Regions from separate parts of the Triticum aestivum genome. Here region 1 is linked to region 2. A link is a contact called in public Hi-C data. All regions are on one chromosome and are shown on one strand. Each heading gives the region's core, a stretch centred on a gene start, on an enhancer-like site or on the middle of the called end of the contact. The rest is flanking DNA. Distances are from core to core; before and after follow the strand shown.

Region 1 (7,532 bases), core at 3,764-6,263, 160 kb before region 2:
ATTTCGTTATTATCTAACACCCTGGCCCAGTTGCCCAGGATTAAGGACGGCAATGGGTCGGGTTCGGCTCGGGTTGAACAATATTAAATCCATATCCAAGTCCATGAAGACATTATGTGCCCATCCATGAAAAAATCCATGGGCGAAAAACAATGTCCATGTCCAAACCCGATGAAAATCCATCGGGTATGGATATCCATCGGGTTTTCTCAACAGATATAGAAAATACATAGCACAATTGCACAAGATACACATAAGCACTCAAATTTTGACAAAACAACATAACACAAGTGCACAACATCAAATCATCTATTAGATTCTAACAAAATTACTTTGAAAAGTGCTAACCACAACAGGGCCTTGAGAAGCTATTGGTCTATACATGCGAAAAAATAGAGTCTCTCTGCTTCTCCACGCACGCACGGGAACGACGACATGTATAGCCCGCTGACTCAGCTCTATTATACTTGCTCTAAGTAGTGGTGAGGGCTGGCGGCGCCGACGGCTATTCCTATGGCTACGGGAGGAGCAAGTCGAGGAGACGGGGGGCGCTGCTTAACGACGGCGGGTTGTTTAACGAGGAGATACAGGAATGAGCCAGTTAAGAAAAAGAATGTGAAGCGGCGCTGGGGTAAATTACGGTTGGGAGGGATTATGCAATTCATTTATCATTTCTATAAAAAAAAATTAGAAGGTGGGATATTGTGGATCATTGAATTTTGCCCCATGTCATACTATCGGGTCGGGTTCGGGTATATCCACGGATACATAATTATATCCATGCCCTACCCATGAATAATCGGGTCGGGTTCGGATGCTACCCATGGACGTACAAATGTACCCAAACCCTACCCATTCGGGTCGGGTATCCGCGGGTATCCATGTCCGTGGATAAAATTGCCATCCTTACCCAGGATCATAGATTCGGTTTGTTTGTTTCAGAAATGGATTTGAGAGCGATGCTCCTTTTATCAAAAAAGAAAGAAAAGAAATGACAGTTAGAGGGTTGTGAGTTGTGACAGGGGTCGCTGGTGCATGGTTAGCCGGCCTTATCTCTGTTCTGTATTTCCTGTGTAGCATTGTTATACACATGGACATGGTGCTGACGACTTGACGTGGGGCACCGAGAACGTGCAGGTTAACCAATGTGATTAGTTTAGCTAGATAGTACTCCCAAGGTGGAGGAATTAAAGCAGGATTGTTTTTACCTCAAAATAACCTCTTTATTCATTAGATAATAATGTTAGATAATTCACCATGAGAGGTACAATAGTGGGGGGAAGGATCATCAAGCCAGACCCTACATACTTGAAACTTAGCCAACTGGGCTAGTTCATGAGCTACATAATTTGTTTCCCCTAATGGCATGCTCATGCTTAACCTTAACAAATTCATGCTCCATGGAAAAACAATCATGAAAGATTGCTGCAGCAATATCCATAGGTGGTCTCTCATTCTTCATAACTTCTATTAATTCTATATTGTCAGAGCTCACAACAGCTCTATTACAACCCATGGATTCTGCTAAGAGCAATCCATTCTTGAGAGCCGAAGCCTCAGCCGAAAGAACATCTTGAACCAAATCCAACTGTACATTACTTGTGGCGATAAACTTTCATTATTTTTTCTCGAATGACGGCGTCAGTAGTTCTCCTCAAATAATGTGGATCGAATGAAGCACCAATGTTTATCTTAACGCAATCACCTTTTGGTGGAGTCCAAATCTCCATTGTCACTCTTGCATTAGGAACCGGAGCAGACCTGAAATTTGAGCACAACACGTGAATTGCCACTGCAGAATTTCAAGGGTTTGCACCTGAATATTATGACTAATGCGCCTCCTCCCCCACCATAAAGACCAACAGGCCATCACAACAAGCTCTGACTACAGAGCTTGTGCCAAAACCGATGAGTGATCAGTGCTTAAGTACATCAATTAAAGAAAGATTTAGCATATGATAGGTCAATGGGTGGGTGGATACCACTCCATTCGCGTGTGGTATTGCCATGGACCGTTTGTTTATTTATGGGCCGCGCTACGCGTCGGCCGAGTGATGATGTAAATAGATAGACCGCCTTCCCGGCATTTGGATGTAGATAGAAGAACCGTCCAATGTCCCTTCACGCAAGCACGGTAATCTGCAACAAGCCAAGTGTTGTGCTCAGTCCAAATTAAGGCCTTTATTTCCCTTTATTTTCGTTATGGAACACAAACTCTGTTGCGGCTGCAACAAAATTACGTGAGCTCGCAGACCGGGGGAGGCATGGTGGCAGAGAGATTGCTTTTTTTTTTCTTTTTTTTTTGCGGGAAGGCAGAGAGATTGCTGGCCGGCGGCGGTGCCGACGCGTGTCTCTCGGTCATCTCTGCCAGAACGTGCTTCGCCAGTTTGCAACATACCAGTTGTTGGATTGGAAAAATTGGAATAGTGGCCCAGTTGCAAACCTAGAGGTTGCTCCTAAACCGTCTGATTAAACACATATCTGACAGCTAGGCGATCGACGTGCGCAGAGAGATCGGCCTCGTAAACGGAAGCGTACATTGTCAGAGTCAGACGAATCGATCCTTATCACAGCCCTCAAGCTGAGCTTAATAGTACTAACTAATAAATTGATCATGGACAAAAGGCGTAGCACTGATACTCGCGCTGGATTTAGCTTAACGGAGGTACATGCGCTTTGTTGATGGTGTGAGTGTGACGAATGGATAGATTGATCGCGGGCAACTGGGCATAGTAGCACTAACGCTCCAGCTGAGCTTAATATATCGACTCCTTTTTCCTGGGCTTATCAGATCAGATCAGATAAGATCACTCTACGTACGTAAACTAATCAATTACTGGCATGACGCCACCACTCCACATGAGCTGAAACCAACCCGCTAGGAATAGGAGATGTGCAACGCATGGAGCAACAAGGAAGCAGTTTTGCGCCAATGCCAAGCCACACCAAACTTGGTCTACTCCGTCGAGCTGCACGTTTTGACCAAGCGCTCACTTGAACAGGAGTCGCGGACGCCATCACGTTAACGGAAAGAGGCCTGCCGTGGATCGTCGCCTCCACCGAACGATCTTGCCCGTCCGTTGGTCGCCGCGGGCCGTACAGACACGAGACCTTTTTCGCCTTGGCCGTGGTGAGCCGTCGTAGCATCCGATTCGGCCGGCGTTCACTCCGTCGGTTCCTTCTGCACGCATTTCTCCCATACAGAAAACATGGAGTTCTCTTTTCTACATATGTAAAGTTCCTGGTTGAGGGTGCCAACAACTCTGGTACACCTTGCTCTCATGTATTTCCCGGATGGATTATTCCTCTTAATGAATGAAAAACAGCATCTGGCTGTATTTCGTCAAAAAAGAAAAAGAAAACATGGAGTTCCTTTTCTCCACTCCATTCCTTTCGGCCGTGTGTCTTCTTCTACCATGTTCTGTCTGATGAGAAGGCGGTACGTCCGCGTGCGCTACGGCGATACTGGCTGCTTGCTTTGCTTCCCCGCCGTCGCGTCGTGTGCGCGTCTCTTATACGCCCTTCGCTCTGTCGCCGGCCCCTGTCACTCCTTATCCGTCTTTTCCCGCCATCCCTACCTATTTAGCCCGCCTACCCCGGCCTGCCTTCTCCACCCACACCCACACCACACCCAGCCCAGCAGCAGAGCACACTCTCAGTCAGTCAGTTCACACACCTCAGAACTCGACCAAGCACATCATGGACGCGGTGGAGTCGTCGTCGTCCCCGTACTCGCCGCCCTCGTTGCGCCACAAGCTTAGGACCACTGTGTGCGGCTGCTTTGGCTCACCGTCGTTGCCGGGCAGCGGCGCGGAGAGGCCACACACCGGCAGCGTCAGGGCCGGCCAGGTGGAGGCGACGCGTGGCGGCCACGGGGGAGTTCAGGTACGACCCGCTCAGCTACGCGCTCAACTTGGACGACGGCGAGCGTGACACCGAGGACGCCGCCTTTCTGTACCGGAACTTCAACTCGCGCCTGCCGCCCTCGCCGGTGCCAGCGGCCCAGCGTCTCACCACGGTCACCATCGCCTGAACTGAATCATAGTAGCAACCGTCGTTTTTTACTTCTGTAGGTTTTGTCTCTCTGATTTTGTAAGCCATTCAGGAGGTACCATACTACAGCTGTAGCAGCTAGCATACGTGCGTATAGGATTTATTTTTTCAGTTTACAAGTCAATGTCCCGGTTGTTCGCCATTGTAACCGAAGTACATGTACAAGAAGAAGAAGAAGCATTTGAACAATGGGTTTGTCTTGTGCTAGATGAACTGTGAACGAAATGTGGCTCTCCTCCCCCTTTTCTCTTTGAAAGTTTGTTTGGTAGCGTCCGCTGCGCGGTTGGAAGGATGGGTGGAGGGGGGCAGTGCAAACTGGAAAGAAATTCCCGGTTTTGCAATTTGGCGGCTACTAGGGAACGTTTTTTTTTTTTGCTGAGTTGTACTTCTGATACTCCCATGAAGTCTGAAGCTACCCGCTTGTTGACAGCTACGTCAAGTGCAGTCGAATGAGTACACCCTCATCGTCCCGGCGACCACCTAGGGGTGTCGATCGAGGATGTTGGGACCGGCCACGACAGATGCTACGACCGTCGGAGAGGGAATGCTGCGGTGGGCTGCACTGCAATGGCAACGACCTCGCGCTCGATCGCCGGAAGCGGGGACGCCCGGTGCTACGAGGGGCGACGACGAGTTCTGCGAGAAGGATCTAGTGGTGATGCGAGCAGCGAGCGGGTTCTCTGTGCCGGCTCCCGGTGCAGCCGGCGTTGCTGAGGTAGAAGACCAACGCTCGGTTGCGATGCGGGGCGGTGTCCCCCTTTTCTTTTCCCAGTGTGGAGTGCGCGTGCAGCAGAGAGCACGAGTCGTGCGTGTGAAGGGGTTGACTTGATCCAACGACTCTAGTTGCGCAAATCCGAGGGCTCGGGAGGTGACCGATCTAGAATCCGGCCGGTCGACCGGGCGCAAGAGTGCTGCCCCTCTGCAATATCGTGATGCAACGGCCGAAGGCGCGAACGGACGCAGCTGGCGCCACGCCAGAGCCCACCACCACCACCACACCCCTGCTCCTCTGCCAAGCAGCATTTCTTTCCTTCCCTTCCCTTCCCTTCCCGGCGCGTCTCCAGGCTGCAGCCAGCGCGACTGCAATTGCTCTGCGTCGCCCATGGAGCTCGCGGTGAGAGCCGCGGCGGCTTCCTGCTCCTCCTCCCCGTCGCTCCATCCCCCGCGCTTCCCCTGCCGCCTTGGCCGCAACCCAGCCCTGCCGCTGCCGGCTCGCCACGTGGCCGTCGCCGCGGCGGCCATCGCCCTCGACCCGGTACGTACCTACCTACACCACTAGCTGATTGATTCTCATCTCAGGGAAGCCAAGGGAACGCGTTGTGTGTGACTGTGGGCGCGCTAAAAAAACGTGGGAACGATTGTCGCACACCAAATGTTTGGTGTTATGCCTAGGCCGGGCTTTCGCAGGAACCAAGCTTTGTATTTGCTCCAAGAGTAATCAATTGTGTCGAGATAGTCCTACGTTTAGCAAAGCTTTTCAGTTTGGGAGGTGAGATGATGTGAGTCATGGCGTGCACTGCTGGTATTTGGCAACGATAGGGAAAGACTGAACCTCACGTGGCAACGAGAGAGAAAGACTCAACTAAATGGTTATATACCTGCTGATATCTGGATTCCTGTTGCCTTATATGTATATGATGCCTGGTATCTGCAATCTAGCTTGTACTATTTAGTAAGTACTAGAGAGCTAATCTTGCTAACAGTGGTCGTGTATGGTTCAGAAATAAGCAGCCTGTCTAATAGCATAGTGTACAGTCACGTTAAGGATAAGCCAAGGTGAATGTTTTGCATACAAGGTGTTTGATGTTATGCCAAGATAGGACTTTAATCATACCGTGTGAAACTGACACTTACTATGCGAACAGTTTCAGGAGATCAAAACCGAGCTGAATGACACCCCAAAAACCGAGGTGTTCGCATGCCCTGTTTGCTATGAACCGCTGATAAGGAAAGGGCCGCCAGGCATGAACCTGTACGTCTAAAGTCCATGAATTATCTTCATCTCTCGTGCATATTTGGTTGTGGATTAGGATTTATGTTGTTTTGGCGTCTACGTGTGTCCCAGGCCGGCGATTTATAGGTCCGGATTCAAGTGTTCAAAATGCAACAAGTCATTCACCAGCAAAGATGTCTTCTTGGATCTCACTGTTACCTCAGGAATGAAAGAATACAGTGAACTCAAGCCCGCTAGAACCGAACTGTTCAGGAGCCCGCTCGTCTCCTTTCTTTACGAGAGGGGGTGGCGTCAGAACTTCAATCGCAGTGGCTTCCCTGGCCGCGATGAAGAGGTACATTTCTTGGCTGCCTCATTCTTCAATTCCATAGCCTTAAGCTGTTACTGCTCAGTGAGAAACTATTTATGTTAAGTCGTACATCTGTCAATGCCAAGTATTTGGTGCTGCAACAAAATGCTGTCTCCAGTTTTCATGCCAAGAAAATATCCATATTAATATGCGTATAATTCTGATGTACCGTTGGATTTATCAGTTCCAAATGGCTCAAGATTATTTCAAACCAGTCGCTGGTGGTATACTCGTTGATGTCAGCTGTGGCAGTGGATTGTTTTCAAGGAAGTTTGCAAGCTCTGGGGCATACTCAGCTGTGATTGCTTTGGACTTTTCTGAGAATATGCTCCGCCAATGCTATGACTACATCAGACAAGAAGAAACCCCTATGAACACGTGAGCTTTTCTTAGTGCTTATTTTGAGCGTTTCCTGTGAGGCTTGAAAATATGTCTTACAGCATCCAACTCTAACAAACCGTCAAGTAGACAACTTGGGCCATCACAAATTTTTGTGTGGAAACTGGTGCTTTATTTTAGTTTAATAACATAAAAGACTACAATCTATGTGTTCAGCATGTAATTGAACGATATGTGATAATCTGCTCCCTTGCTTCAATCTGTTACTACCTCAGAATGTTCCTTTTGTTCTAAGTACAGTACACCAAATACTTACTGTTTTCTTCTTCTGGTTCTTCAGGAACCTCGCACTTGTAAGGGCTGATATTTCGAGGCTCCCTTTTGCTTCATGTTCAATTGATGCCATTCATGCTGGAGCGGCTATCCACTGTTGGCCATCCCCTTCAAATGCGGTATAGTACCTGTCTCGTTTGCACTTTTGATTCAATATTGTACGTGGTTCATAACTTAACATATTAAAACTGGTGTCTTCAGAATTGCTATTTTATTCGCCAGTCCACCGAACAATTAGCCAATCCAAAAAGCTTAAACCACTTTGGGCATTACATGAGAAATAATGTTCTGTATTTCTGTTAATTATTGACCGCTGAATGCGTCTATAAAGTCAACCACGATAGTTTAGTGCTTAGTTAGTTTGCTTTGAACAGGTTTGTGCAGGAACAGGGCATCTGACCTGTGCACCTATCTTTTTGTCATATGAACTTATTCACCACCATGACATTTCCCACTGCTGTTTGAAAAAACAGATAGCTGAAATCAGCCGTGTGCTGAAGCCCG
Region 2 (7,345 bases), core at 4-2,503:
TCATGGAGCAGCCGATAAGCCATGTGCCATGTGAGAGCACTCGGCTTACATGGCATATAAGTCGTATGCCCTGTGAATGCACTCGGCTTAAGTATTTGCAAGTCTATATTTTAATGCAAAAATGGTTTTAAAATGATTTTCATTACATTTGTGTTTACTACTTGGATATTATTTCTTTCACTTCCTTCTCACCCGTTTTCTCCCAACTAGTTTCCATGGGTCTTATTTTCGATGCCCTCAATTTCCAAATACTGCGTGAGGGAGGGTAGGAAGAGCACATCCACCTGCATATGACCCAAATATATGTATGAGAGGGTGGTGCGATGGTTAAATACCTAATGCACAATTTTAACGCGGCAGTCTCATAAACGCGACAGTCCCGCAGGAAGGTTCTGCACCTACAGTGTTGGTGCCGCACTTAGCACCACCGGAGGGTATCATGTGAAGGCATGTGCTCAAACATGGTAAGCCACAAACAACATGCAGGGTTATTACCGGATGATGTTTCCCGGGGCCCGAAGCTATCTAAACCCTTGTCTTGTGTTGCGTCTCTCGATTCCAATCAACCCCTCTCAACCTATCACATACATGCGTTGGCCTCACGACTAAGTCCTCACACTAGGACATTTGCCGTGACAAATCCACGACAGTTGGCGCCCACCGTGGGGCCTACGCACGGTGGTGTTGAGTTCTTAGAGGGATCTCTCCCAGGATCGAGGAATTCGCAATTTTCTAAATGAAGAAGAGCCAGTTCGAAAGAATCTACGTCATCTCTGGCAGACAGCGGGAACAACATGTACGAAGATTTGTGATAGAAAGAAATTTAGGGTTTTGCGGTTAGTGCACCGCACCCGTCTTTGGCGATCCGACGAAACCAACAGAAGATTAGTTTTTTTGCTTTTGCTTTGCCGCAAGTCGCCGAGTCCGATAGGAGTTCAGAGGATTTCCTTTCTTGGGGCGGTGTGTTGTACGCCACAGAATCGGTCCAAACAGAAGTTTCCACCGAGAAACGGATTTCTGCTGCGATCCACGTGAGGATCGAGACAAACTGCTAGTACTATCAACACATCAAGTCATGGGTCAATTCTGCTGTCTATTACGCATCAGCGTCAAGCTCCACGTGAAATCCCAGGCAACACTAGTATTTGCACAAGGTTTGCGAGAGTGGATTTTTAGTACCCGGTGCCCCGGCACCCGGCTGATGTGACAAACTGACAATACAACATTACCAACTAGAGAACTGTTGGCTACAGGCATTCTACATGCACCTGTCACTTTTCGTTGGTTGAGATGAGATAGGCTGTCGGGGAGGAGAGAGATAGGCTTTGAAGGGACTGAAAGAAATGTCATGAGAGAGACCGTGTGAGAGAAAAGAGAGATAAAATAATTGTTTTCTTGGGAGAGAGAACAAATGGGGCAGTGTGAGCATGCAAATTTCTTTTTCCAGGATTCGAGTCTCTTTCACGTGTGAGAGAGAGGTCGTGAGAGTGGAGGAGAGAGTTATGAGAGAGAAAAAGGTATTGTATATTCTGTAGTTAACTGTGCGGCTGTTCTAGTACATCTAGCAGAGGCTGCATCGGGCCATTCAATGCTACAGTTACCTGCCACATATGTCGGGAAGCACCGTGGAAATAGGTGCCTAGTGCTACCTGTTAGAAGAATTAAGTAGACTGATAAAGCTGCAAATGGTCTGGTTCCATTTAGGCCCAACACGAATCTCAGCAGCACTGGACGGCCAGATAAGGGGGTGCCGGGAGCCCCGGGTGCTACTACACCTTTCCGTTTGCACAAAGACCGATGTTTAATTGATCTGGAGTTCAACTAGCACTACCAAGTACAATGCATGTGAAGCCAGCAAATAAGTCAGCAGGGGGCCACGACCTGGAGGACATGGACTTGGATTCATCAAACAAACAACGACCCGGAGGAGGACGTGGGCACGGACTCGGGCCTCGCTGGAATCGCCGTGCCTCGGAACAATGGCTCGCCTCGCGCCGTTTCGAGCGAGGACGGCTCGGCCTCGCTCTGAGCGGTCCTCGCGGCCTCGCCTGCGCCGCCACCCCTCAAGCCGGCCTCGCCTTAGCCTCGCCTTGGACCGCGCCGCCACGCCTCTTGTCCGAGCAGCCGCGGTTACCGCTGCTTCAACCCGCCGCCGACATACCCCCCCTGTTTCCGAGCCGCCGTCATTGCACTCTGTTGCCTTCAAGTCGCCGGCGCCGCGCTTCGTCTTGAGCCGTCCGCTTCGAGCGACCCGGCCTCCTCTGTGTCACCAAGGAACCACCTCGCCGCTACCTGAGCCACGGCCTTGCCCCGCGGCCGGCCTCCGGCGGTGTTCACACCTCTGCGTGCCGCCTCCACGCTCCTGTGATGCCCGGCGTTTTCGCGCCTCTGCTGCTCTCTCATCTCTGCGGTGAGCCGCCACACGCGACCCGGCCTGCCTTGCCTCCGCCGGCTGCTACTGCTGGTCTCGTGCAGCTGCGTTTTCTCCTATAGCAGCGCCGGGTCGAAGATCTTCCTGCGCTGCGGCGCCGTCTCCACCCCGCGTCGAGTGGCCTCCACTGCTGCGAGCTGCCCGGCCGTCGAGCGGCCTCTGCATGCAAGCTGCTGTTGTGGCCTGTTTTTGCCCCGGCCTTCGAGTGGCCTGCCGCTGCCATACCTCGGGCTGCCGGCGCCCCTCGTGCATGTCCTGAGCCATCGGTCCCCGCCGTGGCTCCTCTTGCCGCAGCCTCTGCCGCGGAGCCGTTTTGCGGACGGCCTCCTCGACCGCTGCTGTTGAGCCGCCATGGCCTCGCATGAGTCTTACGCTGAGCCGCCCGCTGGCTTCGTCATGTTGCGGTGCCCCCGCGGGTCTTGCTGCCACGGGCGCCTCAGCTGCCGCACGCCGAGTTGACCGAACGCCGCCGACCACCTCCGCGCCAATATGCTGCTTCGCCTCATGCGGGCTGGACTAGCCCTGAAGCCGCCTGTCGCGTCGCCCTGTTAACCCGCCGTGGAGCGCCCTCACTCGCTGTTGCCGCGGCCTTGTCTGCGTTGGCAAGATGTTTTTTGTTGCGACCGAAGTTGCTGCCGCGCGCTCGCTGTGAGCCGCCAAAATGCCTCCACCTTCAACGTGATTAGTTCTGGGATCCCATTAAACAAAAGGAACAACAATGCTTTTCATCAGCTATTCACAACCATTATCATGCGCTAGCATCTGACCGTGCTATGATGCTCGACAAATATATGTGCAAACCGCCGTTTTTACGGCCCAATTTACATCAATATGACGTAGTTGATTCGCCCGTCCGCGCTGGCTTACAATACTGCGGCCGGCTCATCTGTCTGCTCCCGCGGCCGACTCGGCCGTGATTGATTTCAACTTCACCATGGTGATCATCAACTCCGCGGTGGATAATTGCTGGCCTAACATATCAGGTGAAATCTATCCAGTATATTTTTATATTACATATTGCTTTCTTTAAAAAAGCAATTACTCTGGCATGCAAGTTTCTCCAATGCAGGACAAGTTGACTATTGCAAAAGGGACTATTATGTCACTGAGCCGTTGAAAGACTTATACCGGTTTACATCACGGTTCAATATGAAGAATCTCAAGCCAACTCCTCGAGTCGTTTTAGGACTCGGGGGCTACATGGACATGGCTCAGTAAATGTTGCTAGTTTAAGCAGATTCGACAACTCCGAGCTATTGGAGGGAAGATAACCCGGTCCCGGAGGCAACTGTTATATTGATGAAAATTTAAAGGCCGTCAGAAAATTTCTGGCTTAAAATGAAGAGTTCTGGTTTAAAATCCAGCTCAAGGGAAATCTGCCTCTCACAAAGCTTTGAAGCTCTCAATATCCGGTTCAAAAAGAATCCATCTCTCGCAAGTTTGAGTTCTCAGAAAAATTAAAGGTTGCCAAAGAGAACTTGCTTCCATGATGCGCGGTTCAAACATGGGCATCCTGCCTTATGGACTTATCTTATGATGGTCACTTGGGGGCTTCCTGCTCATTGAGCATAGCTGTGAATATCCCTCTTGATCCGGCTCATACGCCACTTTTACGGATGGTCACTTGGGAGCTTCCTGCTCATTGAGCATAGCTGTGAATATCCCTCTTGATCCGGCTGATACGCCACACTTACAAATCACTTGGGGGCTTCCTGCTCATTGAGCATAGCTGTGAATATCCCTCTTGATTCGGCTTCTACGCCATACTTACAAAGCACTTGGGGGCTTCCTGTTCAAACATAGGTGTATTCACCAAAGAGAACATAGCGTTACTACCCTTGTGAACTGGCTTGGAACACCAGGTGTATTCACCAGAATTTTCGGGTTATCCTGCTTTGTAGAATCTGCCACTCCGCCCGGGTAATCCCGGAATGACCCGCCGAACTCTTGACAGTCAATCTTACATAGACCCTGAACTTTTCAAGGTTAAAACGGCGGTCATGTGAGGCCCGGTTCACAAAGTGTAAAAGGTTAACTCAATGGCTTGGCGGCCCATGAAAGCCTTGGAGATTTAGGCTTGGCGGCCTATGAAAGCCTTTTTTTCTCTTGATTTGATTCGTTATGTTTTTCTGAGCGTTTTTTTGGATCCATATATTGACGCCATATTAACATATGGCTTCAGACAATTCAGGCCATGTGGCCTTCATTTCTATGTCTCATATTTGAGCATATCTGGAGTTTATTAACTCGACCTGGCTTTGGACGATTAAGTCACCGGTGTATGATGATTATGTGCTTGGAGTGCTGGCTCTAAGCTTTGGGATATTACCCCTTGCTGCATATGGCGTGATAAGCTGGCGACGTGACTAAAGTGAACAGGGCGTTGTACTCTATATCTTCAGGGTTATTACCCTTACTGGCGTGATAAGCCGGCAATGTTCATAAGTATCACAGGTATGATATTTATGTTTGTTATCTGAGGTTTGATAACCCGCCCTGGTTTTGACGTTAAGTCGCCAGTTTTATGATGATGTGCACTTGGAGTTCCGGGTTATATTGATCAATATTGGGTTTATTGAGGCTATGAGCCGCCGAAGTGAGCTTGTCAAAAACTGGACATGACTATGAACCTCCGGGTTACAAAATGCTATAAGCCGCCAGGTTACAAAAATTCCGGTGTACAATGAATGCGCATTAAGGCGCTATTGGCCAAGAGCCGCCGGATTATATTATTCCAATCTTTAATAGCCAACCTAGCTGGATTTTCATTATGATATTGAATGATTGAGGTTTTTAAAGTAGCTTCAGCCCAATGGTTATTATTATCTGGACAATGGATATAATTTTATATACAATGGAAGGAATAGTCCCGAGTCGCTGCATGCTTACAACCTTGCACTTGGGGGCTACATTATTAAAATCATGATTATATCAAATATGGAAGTCCCATGTCGCTGCAAGCATGCACCATGACACTTGGGGGCTAATGTAAATTCATTTTGTGCTCGCCTTATTGAAGACCCGACTCATCACATTGTAATGAGCCATCCCTTGGGGGCTACTAATTGCTCCTGTTAAAAATTCAAGGTACACAAGTTAAATCCATTATTTTGAAGGGTCCATTGCTCAGTTGGTAAAGCACAAGGCTCTTAACCTTGTGGACATGGGTTCAAGCCCTGCGATGGAGGCCACATCATATGATGTTATTTTCAAATTAAGTATATATAAAGTCCCAGCTTAGTATTATCTTACTGAGCCGGCCCTTGGGGGCTACACGTTGCTGTTCAAGTCTACATGATTATATCTACAAAGTCCCTGCTCATTATTGCATAATGACCCGGCCCTTGGGGGCTACACTGGTTGAAGTTTTTATGGGCATCAGGCAATTACAAGTCCCAGGTTGCTGCAAGCATGACAACCCGGCACTTGGGGGCTACATATATGGAATATTCAGTTTTTACTAGTGATTGAGATGAACAAACATGGATTTCTTCAAAGTGGTAGTATTTATATTAAAGCAAGTCTTAAGTCATCACTTTGCTCTGCTCAAGACTTGGGGGCTACAGGTAATATGGATATAAGGGAGAAATATCTTCAAATTCTCAGTTTTGAGCAAACCAGATTGACCCGGTGTCTGCAACAATCATGACCCGATGTCACCAATAATTATAACCCAGCGTCGGCAACAATTATGTCTCGGCATCATCTGTTTATAACCCGGCAATTTTGGTAATCATAAATTGGCAAGATCCACATCGTCAAGCCGGCTGAAAATCAGATGAGTATTTCAAGACCAATATTTTTTAAGCATTGGGAGCTGAGGCAAATGAATTATTCTTCACAATACTTCTGTGAGAAACCAATGTCAGCAAATTGATTATGAAGCTGGTCTGTTGACCCGGACTTTCCAGAAGGAGGAAATAACAAGGACTTAAGTATGATCAGCTATCGGCTTACAAGAATTGTTAACCCGGAGCACAACCTGTCAAATTTGTTCTTGAGTTATTTTGTAGGATCAGTTTAACATGGATAATTCCAAATTAAACTGGGGGATAATGTCGGGGATATACCCCGCGGTATGACCCGGACGGAGTTATGACCCGGCTGGGACTTGGCGTTTCATTGGTAACCCGCCGGAGGATTGGCGACCTACGAGTCTGGCGACTCACTGGTCTGACGACTAATGAGCCTGGCGACTCACGGATGGCCCCGACAGGCGGGTCCGATAGAGGACTAGGCCCAAGGCCCAGAAGGCCGGCTCATGTTATGGTGGGCCGGCTTAAGAGGAAAGGCATAAGGAATATTATCCTACAAAGGAAGCAAGACTATGACTCCACTTGTAATAGAGTAATCCTAATCCTACTAGGACTAGTCATGTAACCCGCCCCTTCAACTTATATAAGGAGGGGCAGGGCACCCCAAGAGGGACATGCTGAATAATTCTGAGGCTAGACACAACAAAGGGGAGCCGGCTTATACAACGACTCCCTCATGAGTATAATGAGACCTAGCCACAAACAACATGTAGGGTTATTACCGGATGATGTTTTCCGGGGCCCGAAGTTGTCTAAACTGAAGGAAATATGCCCTAGAGGCAATAATAAAGTTATTATTTATTTCCTTATATCATGATAAATGTTTATTATTCATGCTAGAATTGTATTAACCGGAAACATAATACATGTGTGAATATATAGACAAACAGAGTGTCACTAGTATGCCTCTACTTGACTAGCTCGTTAATCAAAGATGGTTATGTTTCCTAGCCATAGACATAAGTTGTCATTTGATTAACGAGATCACCTCATTAGGAGAATGACGTGATTGACTTGACCCATTCCGTTAGCTTAGCACTCGATCGTTTAGTATGTAGCTATTGCTTTCTTCATGACTTATACATGTTCCTATGACTAT

Evidence for each region. A called contact is a pair of places that touch in the nucleus more often than the background predicts.
Region 1: a Hi-C map of leaf shows a contact between it and region 2, with 2.9 times the contacts expected there. The contact joins the promoter of LOC123168759 here to the enhancer-like site in region 2. A contact is called at or near these places in 2 of 5 Hi-C or Micro-C datasets (leaf and root).

Annotation. Positions count from the first base shown.
Region 1 is chr7D:516,638,112-516,645,643 of IWGSC CS RefSeq v2.1, reverse strand. It overlaps LOC123168759, which reads left to right and starts at 5,013. Exons shown (of 7, transcript XM_044586626.1): 1 at 5,013-5,308; 2 at 5,919-6,025; 3 at 6,119-6,341; 4 at 6,541-6,734; 5 at 7,036-7,147; 6 at 7,502-7,532. The coding sequence starts at 5,156.
Region 2 is chr7D:516,471,184-516,478,528 of IWGSC CS RefSeq v2.1, reverse strand. No RefSeq gene overlaps it. Among protein-coding and RNA genes, the nearest start is that of LOC123167259, 9.1 kb to the left of the region's middle. Within about 2 kb of position 1,253, at least 1 of the 8 cell types and tissues checked has an H3K27ac peak or open chromatin away from gene starts, as enhancers often do. A contact at or near this core is called in leaf, where this site is marked.